Linked DNA regions of Mus musculus: all the other regions are linked to region 3. Evidence: chromatin contacts called from public HiCAR-type and promoter capture Hi-C data. All regions are on one chromosome and are shown on one strand. Each heading gives the region's core, a stretch centred on a gene start, on an enhancer-like site or on the middle of the called end of the contact. The rest is flanking DNA. Distances are from core to core; before and after follow the strand shown.

The links. HiCAR-type assays count read pairs that join an accessible place to other places. Capture Hi-C pulls out chosen DNA fragments and counts their contacts.
Region 1: a promoter capture Hi-C map of adipose tissue shows a contact between it and region 3, with 2.8 times the contacts expected there. The contact joins the promoter of Trim12c here to the promoter of Rrp8 in region 3. A contact is called at or near these places in 3 of 39 promoter capture datasets (liver, neutrophils and pre-B cells) and 1 of 9 other capture datasets (adipose tissue).
Region 2: a contact with region 3 is called in a HiCAR-type map of embryonic stem cells, with 7 times the contacts expected there. The contact joins the promoter of Rbmxl2 here to the promoter of Rrp8 in region 3. A contact is called at or near these places in 3 of 39 promoter capture datasets (embryonic stem cells, liver and stem cell-derived epiblast-like cells) and 3 of 115 datasets of contacts at active chromatin or transcription factors (embryonic stem cells and stem cell-derived neural progenitor cells).

What each region holds. Positions count from the first base shown.
Region 1 is chr7:104,352,028-104,356,409 of GRCm38.p6, forward strand. Trim12c (tripartite motif-containing 12C) reads right to left here and starts at 1,331. Exons shown (of 8, transcript NM_001146007.1): 1 at 1,167-1,331. It overlaps Gm38525 (tripartite motif-containing protein 30A-like), which reads right to left. Exons shown (of 8, transcript XM_006508379.2): 8 at 2,532-4,382. Gm36430 (a long non-coding RNA gene) reads left to right here and starts at 10. Exons shown (of 6, transcript XR_003946847.1): 1 at 10-944; 2 at 3,116-3,207; 3 at 3,452-3,551; 4 at 3,637-4,215. It overlaps Trim30b (tripartite motif-containing 30B), which reads right to left. Exons shown (of 2, transcript NM_175648.2): 2 at 3,371-4,382.
Region 2 is chr7:107,207,566-107,211,573 of GRCm38.p6, forward strand. Rbmxl2 (RNA binding motif protein, X-linked-like 2) reads left to right here and starts at 1,880. Exons shown (of 1, transcript NM_029660.2): 1 at 1,880-3,351. The coding sequence starts at 1,945. The coding sequence ends at 3,102.
Region 3 is chr7:105,734,690-105,738,666 of GRCm38.p6, forward strand. It overlaps Rrp8 (ribosomal RNA processing 8, methyltransferase, homolog (yeast)), which reads right to left and starts at 1,895. Exons shown (of 7, transcript NM_025897.2): 1 at 1,609-1,895; 2 at 1-367. The coding sequence starts at 1,707. It overlaps Ilk (integrin linked kinase), which reads left to right and starts at 1,901. Exons shown (of 13, transcript NM_001161724.1): 1 at 1,901-2,027; 2 at 2,412-2,548. The coding sequence starts at 2,460.

The sequences.
Region 1 (4,382 bases), core at 81-2,580, 1.4 Mb before region 3:
AGCTTTTTTTTTTTTTTTTTTTAATTTGTCATTTTTTAACATCAATCAAAAATTTAATTTTCTTTCTTTAAAGGTAGAAAGAGGCTATTGCAGTCATGTGCTCCTGACACTACAGAGACTTGGGGCTGGGGCTGTCGGACAAGCTGGAGACCAGTCTGGGCAACATAAAATGTATCCTCTCTCCAAGAAACCTTACAAAAGCTGGCACTTTGGGGGAAATCTTCAGATGTGTCACTGGAGCATGCTCATAGTAGTTTTCCCATCTTCAAACACCCCTTCCCCTCTGCGTGGGAACTGAACCCAAAGCTTGAAAAGTACTCTATCACTGAACTAAGTCACAGATGTCTTTTAAAAAAATATTCTATGAATGAGTCTTATTGAGTTGCTGATGATGGCCATCAATTTATAATCCTTCTGCCTCCTGTTTATCTGGAATCTCAAGCTGGGCTGAAGTCTATATTGGTATGGAGAAAATATCGGAAGGGGAAAGATAATAGCTGAAGTTATTCCCAGGCTTGGGACTGTCAAACAGGGTCTGTGACTAAATAACAGGCTCTCAGTCTCTGGTACTAAACTGAGAGAAACTCTGGGACTCTTAGAGGAGTATTTTGCAACTTTCCTAATGCTGCAACTCTTTAGAAAACTTCCTCGTGTTGTATTGACCCCAACCATAAAACTGTGGTATTTGCTACCTCATAACTATATTTTTCTACTGTTGTGAATCATAATATGAATATATGATATGCGAGATATCTAAAGTGCAACTCCTGTGAAAAGGTCATTCAAACGAGTCCGATCCGGTAAAGAACCAAAGCCCTAAAGTATGCGGAAGTACCACTTTATCACACAAAAACACATTGAAAAGCAGAGGCTCTGATCCAGCTTTGCTGCCTGGAAAGGGAATGTCTGTGGTAGGAAACAACGCTCTGGGTCTCGTGCACAAGGTACAATTCAAAATTACAGATTGTGAAACTGAAGGGGGAGACTAAACCTGGAAAAAACACAACTTTAAAGTAGTTTTGTTGTTGTTGTTGTTGTTGGTGGTGGTGGTGTTTTGTTGTTGTTGTTGAGGAGGCACCTCCCTCAAGCTCCCCCATTTGCATTTTCAGCCAGAGGCCGGCAGCCCCTCCCCCTTCCCCTCCCCCGCTTTTACAGGATAAACTCACCCAAGCAAAAGCAATGTTCTCCTTTCAAAGTCTTCAAAAGTCTGCCCCCTAAAATTGCTCAGCCCGTTATCAGACGCCAGAAAGTTGTAAACCAGGGAGAATTAACTAACCAATCCAGAACTTCAAGGTATTTCCGACTCGAAGCTAGAGAAACGAAAGTTTGAGAGCTGGAAATGAAACAGAAACCACAACTCTACAGACCAATGAGATGCCTTTGCATAAGCCTGCAGGGCCCACACTGACTGAGGAAGTTATCCTCATATCAGCATTGGCTGGCTCTGGAGACTGGGGAGGAGTTATGTGCAGAGCCAGGCAGAAACACCTCACCACCCTCACAGCAGAGAGTAATGAGCTGCAGAGGGCTCTCCAGCTGCCCAATAGTCTCCACCAGATTATGTATTGTGTGGCTCAACAGACTTAGTCCTTTTCCAGTGCTGATCTGATCCACCCATTCATTTCCTCCCTTCTAGGAGTCCCTCACCAGAATATCTTGGAGGTTCCTATTTGGCTTAGAGGTGTATTGAACACCTATATAGTGACTCAGCAGTACCGGAATTAGAAGGGAGAAATCTGTAGAGCTGAGAATGAGGTACAGTTGACATAGTGCTTGCCTATCAAGCATGGAGCACTGGGATGGTCCTCAGAAGTGTATATAACCATGTGTGGTGGCCCCTGCGGTCTGTCTTACTTACTCTTCTACTTCTCTGATAAATACCATGACTAGGACAAGTTACAAGGAGAGTGTTTAATTTGGCATTCACAGTTCCTATGGGTTAAAGTTCATGACCACCACAGTGGAGAACCTGATAACAGGCAGTGAGCTGGAGCAGGTGCTGGAGTAGGAAGTGAGAAGTCACAACTGGAGACACATCTTACAGAAACCTGAGGCAGAGAGAGAATGATGGTGGGGTTCAGAGTCTACTGAATTCTGAAAGCTTGCACCCATGCCATACTTTCTCCAAGAATGCCACACTCCTAATCTTTCCTGAACAGTGTCCTGATAACTAAGAACCAAGTATCCAAAAAATCTTAGCCTCTGGGGCCATTGTTATTCAAACCAGCACAGGATGCCACTGCCTTGCAGCTGGCTGCATGAGATCAGGAGCTCAAAGCCATCCTCAGCTATGGTGACTGACATCAGGATGGCATGGGAAACACCTGAAGCTTTCCAAAGAGAAAAGGAAGGGAGAAAGAAAGAGAAGAATAAATAAATAAATCACAAATTAATTAAAGAAAGTCAGTTGTGTGAGTGAATGTTGGAGAAGCCACCATCACCTGTCTCATCCCCTTTCCTGTTTGCCTCTCTAATTATTTCCCTACAGTCTCAGATCTACTGAAATATGGAATGATGAGTGACAGCAGACATAACTCTGTAGTTTGAATTTATTTCACATACTTACAACTGTCTTATACTCTTCTTCCTTTCAGATAGACTGACCCTAAATGAGCTCTAGCTCCCTTAGCCTCCCCAGTGCTGGGATCATGAACTTTTGCTGTTGTTGTTTAGTTTGGCTTTTGACTTCAGTGATTGAACCACGGTCCTTGTGGATGCTGGGCTAGTGCTCTATCCATAGCTATACACTTACCTAAATTTCATATCTTGATGAGGTCATAAGCCTCACTGTTGTTCTTGCTGTGGACACAATTGCTTACAAACAATGCTTTGATGTTCCAAGTCTTCTGAAATGTTAATAGTTATGAAAAACCCTCTAACATTTCTTTTGAGGCAGGGATTTAGTCTATATTCAAGCCTGGCCTAGAACTCACCAAGTATTTAGAGTGTTAGGATAGTTTCTAATTCCTGGAAATATAGAGGCAAGAGCTACCATGTCTCTGTCTTTTCTACATTTTACTTAAGGCTTTCTCTGTTTCTTCCTAAGGCCTGTTTGGGAATTAAAACTATTAAATACCCAGATTATGATCTAACTCTGCATGAATGTTCTCTCTAGGCAGAATTCCACTCCCAACTCTGCAAAGATTAGACTTTATATTTAGTCTGCCATTACCCTCTGACCTCAGTGAAAAGGATGAAGATGACCAGGTGAGCAAAGCACTGGCCACACTTTCAGTGAGCAGTGCTACCATGTGTGTGATTCTAACTGTGTACAATATACATTGACATTTATTTCTAACAGAGGAAAGGGATTCCCATGGAACACTATTTGAGAGGAAATATTAAACAAAAAGAATTTTGAAGATCTATTAATTTGAACATTTTTATCTTAAGTATAAATGTAGATTTATAATTTGATAAAAGTAAAAACACTTGTGAGTTTATACTCCAGGTATTCTCATTCTTCAACCAAAGCATGGCCACAGTTTTGAATGGGCTGCTGCATCCTCTGCCAGGGTGTGATGCCACATCTGGATTCTACTTGCTGCCCTGTAAGTGCTCTCTCTTGCATTTTTCACAGACACAGCTGTTCTTTGCTGTTCTTTGGTGGTCTTTACTGGTCTTTGTTGGTCTTAGGGTGATTGGCAGAGCCTCACTGTTTCTTCTGGAATGAACAGCCATTGCTGATTCGCAATGGTGTTTGCAAGCAGACTGAGCTACCACTGTTGACTTCTGTGATCTGAACGGCTGATATCCTGACAGTGCAGACAGATTCACCTCAAAGAAGTATTTCTAAACAGGTCCACATCCTCCTGTGCTCTATTAACCTTTCCTTTTCACGGTCTGGTGGGTGATGGACTAGAGGGGAGGTTAAAGCACCTTAGAACCCTTATTAAAGTGGGTTTGAAAAATCTAAGCTTACAAAGGAGTCTTATTTGGTACCATTTGAAATATTTCCTTCTTAACTATTTGATGAGGCGCAAGCATTGCCGCTAAAATGACCTTCTGCTAAGGCCCATTCCTTAGCGAGATGCTCGTACACATAATTTTCAAAACCACTAGGCAAGCTGCAGAAGAACTTTCGTTTATCTTTTATGAGTGACAGAAAGAATGGGCCTGTGGAGACCTGACAGAGTTGGGGCAGAAAGCTCCATGATGGGGCACCTTCTCAGCATGCATGAAGACCTGAATTCTGTCTCTGGAACCACAAACCAGGTAGATCTATCAAAAAGAACTGGGGTTTGAAGACTTGAAAGAATGGGGCAGAATATAATCTAATGCTGCAGACTGTACTTCAGTACTTTTATATACGAGTATACAAAGAAAACTACAATTTAGGAAAGGTTATTTGAGTTTAGAAATATATGTAAATATGTGCTAGT
Region 2 (4,008 bases), core at 630-3,129, 1.5 Mb after region 3:
GTGTGTGTGTGTGTGTGTGTGTGTGTGTGTGTGTGAGTGTTCACAAGTTCTTATCACTGGGTTGATTAAGTGATCAGCTCTCACACTAAAGTTACCTAGGTCCCCACCATCATTTACGTGATTTATTTACACATCATTTACTGTGAAGAGGCACAATAACCAAGGCAATTTGTAGAAGAAAGCATTTTACTGGGATTTGATTACAGCTTCCAAAGGTTAGTTCATTATCATCGAGGTGAAGAGTGTGGCAGGCAGGCATGCATGGCACGAGAGTAATAAGTGACAGTTACATTCTGATCCTTGTCAAAGATGGGGGTGTAGGGAAGATGACAGAGAGAGAAAGACACTGGGCCTGGCATGGGTTTTTGAAACCTTAAAGCACACACCCAGTGACACAACTGTTCCAACAAGATCACACCTCCCAATCCTTCTCAACCGTTCCACTCCCTGGTGAGTAAGCATTCAACTATTATTCTATAGGGCCATTCTCATTCAAACCATCGCGTCATCCTTGGGCACCAAGTATGTCCTAGAAATAACAAAAGGCATTCTTTCCCAGAAATGCTAAGGGTTTTAGGAAGCCCTATACCAAGAAGCCTAGACAAAGACTGTGTTATATGTCTGTAGCTTGTATGAAGGTGTTAACAGTGCAAAATGGAATTAAATGGAATCCAAATGTATTTTGGGGTCAGGTTTCCTAAATGATTTGGTTAGGAAGGAGGCACTCTCCAGAGTGGTGGATGTTCCAATGTTCACCAAAGAGAGGGAGAAAGGATGCAAAAGAACTATATAAGAAATATTTTAAAAATATCACACTAGTCACATAGATAAATCACAAAATATGCTGGGTGAATCAGCAAAATCACAAGAGTTCATTGTGATTACAGAAGTAAATGTATATAAAGCCAAAGAACAGGAAAATTCCACTTGTGGTAGATGAGAAAACAGTGAGCCCAATTGTGAGGAAAGCAGGCACTGTTCTGATGGAAATACAATGGGAGAGTTCCAGTGAGGGGACTGGTAGGCATCTTGACGTGTGGGGGTCATGGTTACATGGATACACACACCCGTGAAAGATTAGGCATCAAACTAAGCACATTTATAAACTTAGAGAACATTAGAGAAAATGGAATAAGAAACTTCTTCCACAGCTGAGGAAAAATATGACAAACCATTTTATAAGAGAAGTTTTAAAAAGGAGGAGAAATAGACAAGATAATCATGGTTAGGATTAAACCTTACAAACTGGCAGGAAGAAATGTGAAAACCATTTTCGTGTACACATATGAGACCAAACGGACAAAGGTTTAAGTAAATAATAATAATAATAATAATAATAATAATAATAATAATAATAATAAGTAAATCCATCTATTCCACTGTTGATTCCCCTTCCAACACCTTCTTCCCTTCAGGGGAAAAAATAAACCCCGCATCTCATGACTAAGCTTTATATACAAACTCCGTTCTAAATCTTTTAAACGACTCCTAATTTCATTTTCCAGGGGGTTGTTTGTTTGTTTGTTTGTTTGTTTTAAACTCGTGTGGGTAACTAGGTTTGGAATGCTTTGGGATTCTTCTCATTAAGAGCAATGGAACTTTCTTTCTTCTTCGCCTAACGGCTTTTGAATTCAGCCGCGCTTCTGGGACGGGGCCCACACGTGAAGCCAGGGCCAGCAGAGTGAGCCGGGAGAGCCCACCGAAGCCACAAACCAGTTTCCGCCTCCCCGAGACACTCGCTTGAGGTGCGGACCTGCCGACCAATCACAGGCAGGAGTCGCCCGTGGCTCAGGGGCCGCCGGGCCCTGCCTTCCGCCCTCCCGCCTACGCACAGCGCTCCCCGACCGGTAGGAGGCGGTCTGGACCAGCCGAGGAGCTCAGTGTCGCGCCGTCTCTCGGCTCTTCACCACCTCAATCGCCGCTGCTGCCGTCGCTGCTGCCGACATGGTTGAAGCCGACCGTCCAGGGAAGCTCTTCATCGGCGGTCTCAACCTCGAGACCGACGAGAAGGGCCTCGAAACCGCTTTCGGCAAGTATGGCCGCATCATCGAGGTGCTCCTGATGAAGGACCGGGAAACCTCCAAGTCCAGAGGCTTCGCCTTCGTCACCTTCGAGAACCCCGCGGACGCCAAGGCCGCAGCCCGAGACATGAACGGCAAGTCCCTGGATGGTAAGGCCATCAAAGTGGCCCAAGCCACCAAGCCGGTGTTCGAGAGCGGCCGGCGCGGGCCCCCTCCTCCCCGAAGCCGCGGCCGCCCGAGGGGCCTGCGCGGGACCCGTGGCGGCGGCCCGAGGCGCCCTCCCTCCCGGGGCGGGTCGGCCGACGAAGGCGGCTACACGGGGGATTTCGACCTGCGGCCTTCGCGGGCCCCCATGCCACTGAAGCGCGGGCCGCCGCCGCGCCGGGCCGGGCCTCCGCCCAAAAGAGCAGCGCCGTCGGGCCCCGCGCGCAGCGGCGCGGGAATTCGCGGGCGGGCGGCGGGCTCCCGGGGACGAGACGGCTACGGGGGCCCGCCGCGCCGGGAGCTGCCACCGCCGCGCCGCGACCCGTACCTGGGCCCGCGCGACGAGGGCTACTCGCCCCGGGAGAGCTATTCGAGCCGCGACTACCCGAGCGCCCGGGACCCGCGCGACTTCGCGCCCTCGCCCCGCGACTACACCTACCGCGACTATGGCCACTCGAGCGCGCGAGACGAATGCCCTTCCCGGGGCTACTGTGAGCGCGACGGCTACGGCGGCCGCGAGCGCGACTACGAGCATCCTAGCGGAGGCTCCTACCGCGACCCCTTCGACAGCTACGGGGACCCGCGTGGCGCCGGTCCTGCCCGAGGGCCACCGCCATCTTACGGCGGGGGCCGCTATGACGAGTACCGAGGCTGCTCGCCCGACGGCTATGGCGGCCGCGACAGCTACCGCAGCGAGCGCTACTCGAGTGGCCGTGAGCGCGTGGGTAGGCCGGAGCGCGGGCTGCCGCCGTCTGTAGAACGAAACTGCCCGGCGCCGCGGGATTCCTACAGCCGCTCGGGCCGCCGGGCGCCCCCGAGGGGCGGAGGCCGCGTGGGAAGCCGCCTGGAGCGAGGGGGAGGCCGGAGCAGGTACTGAGCCCGCTGGCCTCAGGACTGGCATCGGAAGTCTAGAAAAAGAAGAATCAGTTTCCTGGTAACTCATCCAAGGACTAGTCCTAAGAAGAGTTGTTTTTCTTATTTTTACCGTTTTAAGATTTTTTTCCCCCCTTGTTAACTTCCTCTGCAATTTTATGCATTTGAGAGGCAAAAAAAAAGTTAAAACTCGTTTAATTTCATTTTGGAATTGTTAAACGTTTCAACAAGCTCGTGTTAAAAGTATGACTTGAACCTGCTGCGTAGTAGTCTTCCTTCTCGTTCAAAATAGTTCCCGTAAAGGCTTCTTCCCTTCCAAATTTGCCTGATAAATGAGGCAAACAGTTCTAAGGTCTTTGCACAGAAATCTTGCCCACCTAAAGCGGAAAAAGGATCGTGCCCCTCAGACCAAACTGGGGATTGGGGAGAAAGAGTTGGGGGGAATTGGTGTTTGCTACTCCATTTCAAAGTGTCTTTCAAACTGAATCTGTTTCCAGTACTAAAAACCAACCAAACGGCAACCAAACCCACTTAGACCAGATGCTGTGTAAAGAAGGTGCCATTCAATCTATGAGTCAAAAGCAAGTGGATGCTGGCTATTTTAACTTTTTTTGACTGCTTTGCCGATTTTGCTTTTTCTTTGGAGATCTGCAGAATCTCCTGTCTCTTGCTTCCCCAAGATAGCATTTACATAATTGGAACATCGATGGAATACTAAATTTAAAATTTGACCAACCAGCCACAAAGCTGAAAAACAAAACAACCCAAAATTACCTATTGATAGCATTTATTTTTACCATTAATAAGTTATTAAGAAATGTGCCATGGTGGATTTGGGAATCATAGTGACTTTCATTCCTAACTCTGATATAGATCCTGGTTCAGGTGGAGAAAATTGGGCTTCTTCCCC
Region 3 (3,977 bases), core at 645-3,144:
CTGTTTGGTCAACACTGTCCAGGGGCTGGGTTAGGTGTAAAGAGGAATATTCCTGGCATTTTCTCTTTCCTTTTTCTTCTCCAGCAGAGACCCCACCAAGAGGAGGAGCTTGTCTGTGGCATTTTCTTCTTATTTCTTTCCCCTCAGAGTCACTGATGGATGGCGCCTGTTTCTGACATTTCCCTTTTCTTTTCTTCCCTACTTCCTTTGAGACGCTGGCAAGTGAGGGCCTTTGGAGGTGTCTCTTCTTCCTTCCTACCTCCTCCTCCTCCTCAGAGTCACTGCCAGGTAGGCTGGGGGTTTGTTGGGAGAGAGATGCTGCTTCCAGAGCCCGTAATGTGGCCAAGAGATGGCGGCGCTTGCGTCCCTGGAGGCAAACAAGGGATGAGAGTGTGTGTGAGAATGGACGAGGCCTGGAGACTAAGAAAGGAGAGATGGGCTTCAGCTACTGGTCGTTCTTCCCATCCAAAGTTAACAAGTTTGCTGTGAAGTCAGCCAAGCCCAGAACATTCAGGCTGCAATCCCACCCTCTGGGAAACTGGAGGGCAGAAAGTGTTCCCATCCTACTTTTCTAAGCGTGTAAAGGATTGCCTGTTGATTTCCTTAGAGGAATGTGATAAGCACACAAACAACAGGACCAAGGCAAGACAGCAGCCATCTTTGCCTCCCACTGACAGCATTCTAGGAGCAGCAGAGGGTTTTTTGTTTGTTTGTTTTTTTTGTTTTGAAACAGGAAGGGCAGTGTCACACATGTCTATTAAAAATGTTCCTAACTGGCCAGCAGTGGTGGTACACACCTTTAATCCCAGCACTTGGGAGGCAGAGGCAAGCGGATTTCTGAGTTCGAGGCCAGACTGGTCTACAGAGTGAGTTCCAGGACAGCCAGGGCTACACAGAGAAACCCTGTCTCGAAAAAAAAAAAAAAAAAAAAAAAAGTTCCTAACTGCAGTAGAGAGAAGCTGCACACAGACAAGCAGAAATGGACTACAGAAATGAGCAGAACATCCTGGGCTAACTGAAGGTCAGGAACACCCCAAGGGGATACTGAAACCCTCATATCTGATGAGGTTCAAAGGAAAAGGCCTGCTTTCCGTGAAGCTGATTTGGGGTTCAAGTCCTGCTGCTTGTCCTCAGCTAGACCCTTACCTTGAGCCTCTTTTGAATAGTAATTCTGATAACCTCCCAGTCACTTGCCTTTACTCTAATATACTTTCTACACTGCCACTAAAAATCCTCTAAAAATCCTTTCAAGACTACGGATTCAGCTCAGTAATAAATGCTTATCTACCACGCTGAAGCCCTGGAATCGATCCTCAGTATATAAAGTGATGCCAGGTGAGAGAAAACTTGGAGAAGCCACTCCACTGCTAAAACAACTCTACTGATTTCTACCCTTAGTGTACAAAAAACTTAAACTTTTCAAGCTCTGCGCTCCACGCTCCACGCTCCGAATCCCGCATTCCTATTTGGACTATCCGGATCTTCAGATCATAACTAACTCCCTCACCACCCCGATCCACGATAGCATTCAGGCTCTCCCTCTAACCAATACGACCCCCGGAGGGTAGGCTTCACCTCCTTCAAACAGCCCAGTGCAGGGCCGCTCACCTTGACTGGCGGGGCAGTCGCCGGCCTAACCTGTGCTGTCGCGGCCCCTAGGCCCACGATGGCTGGGGCCGCCTCCACCCATTCGGGCTCTTCGAACATACCACCCGTAGCCCGCAGGGCCGGAGGAGCCTACGCTCTGGCCCACGTGCAGCGCGCGTCAGGGAATCCTAGGGCTGGAGTCGGACCAAACCGGGCCGGAAGCCACCGAGTGAAATTCTGTGGTAGCTAGAGCGGCCTTCGCGGAGCAGAGCACCATAGAGCGTAGCCGCTGGCGAGCTAGAGAGGCAGTAGGAGGTCGGAAGGGAGGGACCGCGGCCCGCGCTGGCCCGAGCTGGCCGGGGCGGGCCGGGGCGGGGCCGGGCGGCGGGCGCGGCCGGACGGGAGTTCCCCCGGAGAAGGCGCCTGCGGCCCGAGTCCCGGTGAGTGTGGGTAGCTCCGCGCCCTACCCCACGCTGTCTTGCAAACCCGTCTCTGCGATCTCTGCAGCAGTTCTGAGCCGGGGCCGCCGGGCAAGGACCCCTGTCCCCTCCCCCGGGTGTTTGCAGCTTGGGTCCCTTCCCCCACCCCCAAGCCTTGCTCGAGGGCCGGGGCTCAGAGCCGGCTGACACCAACTCGGGAAACTAGCAAAGTCTACCCTACACCCCCAGACCCTCCTGCTCCTCGAGCCAAGGGGTCGTCCGCTGCCCGAAGCCCTTCATAGACAACCACTGTCCCTCTCGCGACGCTCCCCATCCCAGCACTGACACCTCTGTCCTGAGGGAACTCACACAGAGAGTCATTCTCTTGTCTCTGTTCTCCCTCAGTCCCCCGAGGCTTCCCCAGTCCCGGGGTCTCTGTGCCGGGACGCTGCTATGGACGACATTTTCACTCAGTGCCGGGAGGGCAACGCGGTGGCGGTGCGCTTGTGGCTGGACAACACAGAGAACGACCTCAATCAGGGGTGAGCTGAAGCGTTGGCGAGTGAGACGGCTACAAGTCCTCTCTCCGCTACTCGGGGTGCTCATGTCTGGCGGGGGCGGCTGACTTTGCTATCCAGTGTAAGGAGTAGTAGTAGTAAGCAAAGCCTGTTGATGGAGGAACGTCTACACAGAGGAAGCTGTCGGAGTTGGGTTTGTTTTTTTTTTTTTTTTTTTTAAACTAAGTTTCACAATCCGGTTCCCGGGAACTTTGCAGCCTCTATGAACTCATGTCAGAGGCAGACCTGAGTGCCAGAAAATTGTCTGGAATTACATGTAGCTGGAGGATGAGTTTCTGCGCCCTAGAGCGTTGGGTAGAAGTGGGAAAGGATATTAGAGGTCTAAAGTTCTGAAGCTTATGTAGTGATGAGAGTACCCATTTGTCAGGCGTCACCCTGGACGCAATTGCCTTAAAGTGATGTTTTGGATACAAGAATTGAGACAGGGTTGGGGTGAGAGCCCTAAAATCATAAGGATGAAGTAATTGAGTTGGTATGGGATGTGAAGGGGTTGTCAAAGATGACCTGGGGTTTAAAAGGAGGTTTGGGTACTTGGATACTTGGCAGTTGCTGAGGTTCCATTATGGACTGGCCACAGTTTTGGTGACACTACAGTGACTTGGAAACGCTTGGCAGGTTGTTAGTCATGCAGATTTAAAGTTCAGGAGGTCGGATTGGGAGACCAAGATGCCACAAATAGCATTTAAATGGTATCTGAAGACTCTATAATGTGGAATGTAGTACCTTAGAAGAGTAGAAAATAAAGGCAGAGGTTGAGAAGCCTGGCTGACAGGGAACAACCATCAGAATAAGAAATAAGAAATGGATTAAGATTAGAGAATGGATGTTTTAATAAAAGAAGAGTGGTTAATTGTAGGCTACTGAGAAGTTAAAGAGCATGGATGAGCATTTAAAAAGTCTCATTTCACTTACATTTAGGATGAATTTGATCTTTTGAATGCTATTGCAGAACAGTAACAGGAAAGTGCATTACAGTGGGTTCCTTCACATAAGGAACCACTTGTGGTTGCTGCTAGAGTCTTTGAATCAGACATAATCTACACGCTAGAGATGGCAGGCTTCTCAGGGAGAAAAGTGAATGGGAGGTGAGGAAACAGATACTATGAACACTTTCTGAAATACTGGCTGATAACAGAAGCAACAAGTGCAGTGTTGAGAGTTTAGTTCGTAGTTTTTGGTTTGCTTTTGGAGACAGGGTGTCATGTAATTCAGAATGGCCTCCAGCTCTCCATCCTACTGCCTCAATCTCCTGAGTGCTGGGATTCCCATTTGTTGCCACTGTATCTGACTATAAGAGTGTATTTTTTTTTTTTTTTTTTTTTTAGGTTGGGAAGGATCATCTTTGGTCCTAGGCTAGGTTTCACTAGCTTTCATTAGGCTGTATGTTATTTCT